Linked DNA regions of Mus musculus: region 2 is linked to region 1. Evidence: chromatin contacts called from public Hi-C data. All regions are on one chromosome and are shown on one strand. The core of a region is the stretch at or near the end of the contact, and the rest is flanking DNA. Distances in the headings are between cores, read along the strand shown.

Evidence for each region. Hi-C and Micro-C count contacts between places; a contact is called where the count stands out from the background.
Region 2: a contact with region 1 is called in a Hi-C map of embryonic limb bud, with 1.8 times the contacts expected there. The contact joins two enhancer-like sites. A contact is called at or near these places in 1 of 484 Hi-C or Micro-C datasets (embryonic limb bud), 2 of 115 datasets of contacts at active chromatin or transcription factors (craniofacial prominence and embryonic basal ganglia) and 1 of 9 other capture datasets (adipose tissue).

Annotation. Positions count from the first base shown.
Region 1 is chr5:131,850,999-131,853,841 of GRCm38.p6, forward strand. The region is part of intron 4 of Auts2 (autism susceptibility candidate 2); the gene reads right to left. Among named protein-coding and RNA genes, the nearest start is that of 4930563F08Rik, 28 kb to the right of the region's middle. Within about 2 kb of position 1,428, at least 36 of the 459 cell types and tissues checked have an H3K27ac peak or open chromatin away from gene starts, as enhancers often do. A contact at or near this core is called in embryonic limb bud, where this site is marked.
Region 2 is chr5:132,065,876-132,068,900 of GRCm38.p6, forward strand. All of the region lies in intron 2 of Auts2 (autism susceptibility candidate 2), which reads right to left. Among named protein-coding and RNA genes, the nearest start is that of 4930563F08Rik, 190 kb to the left of the region's middle. Within about 2 kb of position 1,671, at least 25 of the 459 cell types and tissues checked have an H3K27ac peak or open chromatin away from gene starts, as enhancers often do. A contact at or near this core is called in embryonic limb bud, where this site is marked.

The sequences.
Region 1 (2,843 bases), core at 178-2,677:
ATCCACCCCTAACATGCCCCCTTTGCTTTTTAATGTGCCTCCAGGAATCAATGGGGGGCAATTTTCTGGAATTTATGCAACATTCCTTAAGGGGTCATTCTTAAAAAACAGGAAAACCTTTGTGAAGTTCTATGAGGGAGCTGGGAACGGATCCAATTTTCCTACATGGGTTTCTCCCCCCCCCTCCTCTTTTTTAAAACTAGATGAAAACCTGTAAGTTTTGACCAATTCCAACCATCATGAAAACACCCTTTGTTTAAACAATGTCTCTACTGGAGCGTTTTCCAGCATGTAAGGTGATTGCCAGTGAGATACAAAATCCACTGGGGCCTTTGAAAACTAGGCGTGGAGAAGGAAGGAAGGGCAAGAAAAAGTTACCCACCTAGGAGTGCTGACCAACCCATGGACAGAACCGAGAAACCCAGCGAGGAAATCCACCCACAATAACCAATCCAACGTGAGGTAAAAAGCCATCTGTATAAGCGCCAATTATCCTTTTCCACAAATGATTAGTTTCCATCTCGTTTTGCTGACAAGCAAGTTATGCCACATTTTAATAGGCAATAAAATGTATTATTAAATAATTAGTAGCTAAGAAACAGAAATTAGAGGCTATTTCCCTTCACAGGCATCCCCCAGTACTCCAGTCTATTGATGCCGGAGCAACTCGATCCAGCATAGATGGATGGAAACCTGATACAGCAGTTTACTGTGAGACAATTACGAGGCTAATGAGTGTTCACAGAGACTGAAGTGGGAAAGAGATCTAGAAAATTCCACCTAACCCCGGTTATGTCTGATCTGCAGCGGGGTCCCGGAGGAGCAGAAATTCTTTCTGCTCGCTCCTTGTTCTGAGCACATTAATTAAACTCTGAAAGGTAAAGGAGTATTGATGTCTTTCCCATCTCCCCCGCTTTCTCCCCTCAGGTAGTGTCTGCTACTTGTTCAGCCCTGAAGGTATAGTTGCACTAACTGAAAAAAGCCCCACCAAGACCAATTAAGGTCTTTACTAAGAGGCTGAAAAGAAGACAAATGAAGGCAGAAAGCCCGATTACAAGGAACCTTTGTACGGATGTAAAGCAATTAGAGCGGTCTCTGGGGAGGGCGGTGCGGCTCCAGAAGCACGCGGTTTTACAGCCTGTCTAAACTTGGAACAATCTATCTTTTTTTAGGTGGAGAATAAAAGTGAACCCTATATTAGTGTCATATATCAGCTGCGAGTACCTGCTAGAGCCATAAAGCTCCTCCGAGATCCCTGGTGCAGGGCAATGCTGTTAGGACTCTGCTCTCACAGGCAGGGAAGGCAGATCTGCCTAGTGCCCAAACAGCCAATAACAGAGGGAGGCCATCAGCTGTGGATACACCCAGAGAGACGGGCATCGGGGAGAGGCAGGTGGGCCACAGAGTGGTGGGGAGGTACGGGAATAGAGGGCACAGGAAGGCCTTGAGCCACTGCTGGAAGGCACTCTCTGGAAGATGACATCACATGGGAACAACCGGTAGAGGGTCAGAGATTTGGTGAAGATGGGCCTTGGGGGATATTTCATCAGCCACATTCCTGTCATGATCCCTCCTTTCGATCTTATGTGACATGTTAGTGCTGTTTTAGTCTATAACAGAGCAAGTTCATAGGGCGCCATGATGACTCAGCTGTAAGGACATGGAGATTCTGTTGCTAGGGCCATGTGTATATGCACATTAAGGCCAGATCCTAAACTCAGGTTCCATCCTCTCCTTGTTTTAAGACAGGCTCTCTCATTGGGACCTAAGGTCACTTACTGACCTGGTACAGCAGGCAAGTGAGCCCCAGGGACTTGCTGCTCTCTGCATCTTAATAGCTGTGATTCTAAACACATGCCACCATGCGGTTTGCTATACTTTATTTTCACGTGGGTTCTAGGGATTGAACTGAGGTCCTCATGCATAAATCACAAGTATGTTACTGACAGCGACCACCACAGCCTCTAGATTAGAACTTGAACTTTAACATTCATTTCTAGAACTGATGAAGAAACGAAGAGTCAAAAGGTGGTTAAGTTATTCCCTCAATAATTTAGAATCGGAGACTCGGAATGCAGTGAAGAGGTGCTGATAGGTACCTGCAATTCTGGCACTCGGGAAGTGGAGACAGGAGGGTAAAGGCAGTTACAGACGTATAAGCCTGAGGACAGTCTGGGCGACTTAACCTCAAAAAGAAAGCACTCTAGAGGAAAATGTTCTGTATATAACGCTAAAGTAGCCTTTAAAATAGAAACAGAAGCCATTCATTTTGTTTTTAATAAACTGCATTTGGGCTGGGAATGTAACTCAGTGGTAGAGCCCCTGCCTAGAATCCCCCAGGAAGGGGCTGGGGCTGTGGCTCAGTGTTAGAGCACCTGCCTAGAATCCCCCAGGGAGGGGCTGGGGGCGTGGCTCAGTGGTAGAGCCCCTGCCTAGAATCCCCCAGGGAGGGGCTGGGGATGTGGCTCAGTGTTAGAGCACCTGCCTAGAATCCCCCAGGGAGGGGCTGGGGGCGTGGCTCAGTGGTAGAGCCCCTGCCTAGAATCCCCCAGGGAGGGGCTGGGGGCGTGGTTCAGTGGTAGAGCCCCTGCCTAGAATCCCCCAGGGAGGGGTTTAACATGTGTGAAATCCTACGTTCACTCTTCAGTCCAGAAAAATCATCTATTTTATAACACCACAATATGGCTAAATATCACTTCAATATCCAATAATATGTTATGAGCATCATTTCAACACACTGTTGACACGGAGGCTGATATGAGCACACTGCTTAGGAGACATCATGTATATTTCAGTGTGTATATTACTCATAGAGCACATCCCATGTGAGTCACAGGTTATCA
Region 2 (3,025 bases), core at 421-2,920, 220 kb after region 1:
AAGTTAATCCTAACTTGGACGTATTGACTTATCACTAGTATCCGGAAAGCTAACAAAAAGTTTTCTACTGGAAATATTGCCAGAAAAAACTGTTCACTGTGGGGAACTGCAGGCTAGTATCCAGTCGAGCTGAGGTCTGAACCCCAATGGTCATAATTCATCTACATGACACAGTAGGCATTCCCTCATGCTCCTGGAACTCCGGCCCCTGCCTAAGGTACCACCTCCTACAGCCCCCCCCCCCCCCCCCCCCGAGAAGCATGGTCAGTAGTCACATAAGCAATGGCCCAAGCTTCTGACCTTCAGGCTAAACTCCTCCCCAGCTACCTAGCAACAGTGAAGACCATAAAAAGGGGTGCTCAGCCCCCACCTTACTCTCTTACTCTCACTCCTTTGTCCTCTCACTTCTCAGACTTCTCTCTCCTCTTCCCTTTCTCTTTGTCTTCTTTTCTCTTCTCTCTCTCTCTCTCTCTCTCTCTCTCTCTCTCTCTCTCCTACCTTCTCTCTTTCCCATGCATTTATATAATAAAACTCTTAAGCCTTAGAGTCTCCTTCAAGACCCGCTGTGCACTCTGGTCTGTGTTGGGAACTTCTTCCCCCATTCCCTCTCTCCCACAACCCTGGTGGCTTTAGCAAAGTAGCTTGGGTGGGGGGGGGGGATTCCAAGACAGGGCTGCCACTTGGCCACGCCCCTGAAGAGTGGGATAGAGGAATGCCCACCCAGGGATGAGTGGATAGGGTAGGTAGCAGCCCTCCCACGCCTGACTGACCAGAGAATAGGGAAACTCTAGCAGGGCATGGGCCTCTTTTCCTATCCCAATTCTCCCCAGGCCCTCCCTTTTATTTTGTTCCCAACAGTTCACAAAATCTGCCTTCTAGATCTATCTGGAATTTAAATATGCTCATGAGTAATTGTCATCTTGACATATATTTTTCTGACCTATAAATATGAACAGGTTAGATGTAAACTTTGTTCACACACACAGAGACCAGAGATCAACCTGAGATGTTGTTCCTAAGTTGCCATCCACCTTCTGTGGTGAGAAAATGCCTCTCACTGGACCTGGAGCTCACCAGGTAGACTTAGCTGGCTGGCCAGAGAGCCCGAGATCTTCCTGTCTCTGCCTCCCAGCAATGCGTAATTCTATTAGCTTCACAGTAACTTCTCTGTCAAATAGTAGGCAAATGTCAAAATACCCTCCACTATCAAAAATGTAAACATCCTCCCTTCTACCACTCTATCTGCTGTTGCTCTGTCTGTCTGTCAGTCTGTCTACGTTGCTCTTGCTCTGTAAAGTAAGAAGTCTTACTTCTTCAGCACAGCCAGCCTCTGTGACCTTTCTCGTAATTGTCTTTTTTTTTTTTTTTTCCCTGAGATTTGGTCTCTCACTGGCCTGGAACCTTCAAGCATGGCTGGACAGCTTGTTCCTGGGGTCCCACTGTCCTGAGTCCCAAGCACTGGGCCTACAAGTAAGTATTATCAAGGATCAGACTCACAATCTTGCCCTTATAATTCTTTATTGACTGAGCCAGCTTCACAGTGCCCTTTTCTCTGGACTTTAAAGCTATATCCTGGGGGGAAAGAGTAACAGAGGGAAGAAGAAGAGGCATGGAAAAGAAAACAGAGAGGGAAGACCGAGGTTTCATTTTCAATAAACATTAATGAAGTTATAAACCAGCCCAAGACCTTCATCCATGGGCGACAAGGTTCAAAAGCACCATGAAAGGCTGTACAAGCACCGACAATCAGTTAAAAGAAGATCTAGAACAACAAGAACAAGATTACACCTGCGGATTTATAAGGTCAAGGGGTGGAAAGAGAGGCATGACCTGAATACCGACTGGGGGAAATTAAAGGTAAAAACAACCTTTTTCTCCAGCTACTCCCGCCCTCCCCCTAATTCCTCTCTCTTTTTGTTGTTTTGAGTAAGACAGAAAACCTAGTGCAACCCCAGGCTGTCAACCGCCAGTACCTCCCAGCTAGCCATGGTAACAGCTGCAGTGCTTGGCTGTAATAAACTGGTACAATTTAATAGCTTTTATTGTTCTGCGGTGGTGTCTGAGCATAGCCGCTCTCCCCTCTTAGGACTCCAGGGCCCCCGCAAGGGCAGCAATGAGAGGAGATCTCATTTACCTAAAAGCACTTATAAATTTTTAATTTGCTTTAACAAGTAAATTAACAAGTCCCTCATTCAGGCAAGTTTTATGGCTTCTTGCCACTTGGGAAAGGCCGTAAAAGTTTTATAGATAATCCAGAGCTACTGAGACTGCTCATAATAAATTGTCTGTTTCCTGTTATTTTATCAAACCATTGGGCTTCTAATGACTTAAAGTCACAGTTTCCTTATATCCTGGCATTTTATGAGGCTATATTTATAAACTCCAAAGAATACCTTAAATTATACTAGGCCCTTGCTAATCATTAAAGAGACAGTTTTTTTCCCCCCTTTTAAATGGGAGCTTACCTTCAGCTCAAACCTGGCTAATAAACATGGTGACATGTTTTGAAGGCAGGATGCTGATTCTACACATTATTTAAAGGACTTCCTTGGCCAGATTTCCCATTAGCAAATACATTGTAAAATATGCAACCCCGTATGCTCTGTACACCCAATGTAGAATGGAACATTCTAGAGCATTGTACTCTATCAGTGGTGAGCAGTGGGAGGGATATAAATAGCCATTCAGGTGTGAGCACTGGAACCTGTAATGCTACACCATTATGTTAGGTGAAAGGTACTCACAGCAGAAATACTGGCATGACTGTTACAGACTAACCAACGGCTTCAGAAGTGAGCTAAAGTCTGGAAGTGAACTAAAGTCTGCTCCTCACGAGCGGATTAGTTCCTGGTATAGTAAAATGGGTCAAACCCCCAAGGTCAGAGCAGTCTAGGCCCTAACAAGGGACCCAAATATGACACAGCTGCGGTGGTTATTGTAAAAGATTAAACCAACTGTGTGTGTGTGTGTGTGTGTGTGTGTGTGTGTGTGTGTGAGAGAGAGAGAGAGAGAGAGAGAGGGAGAG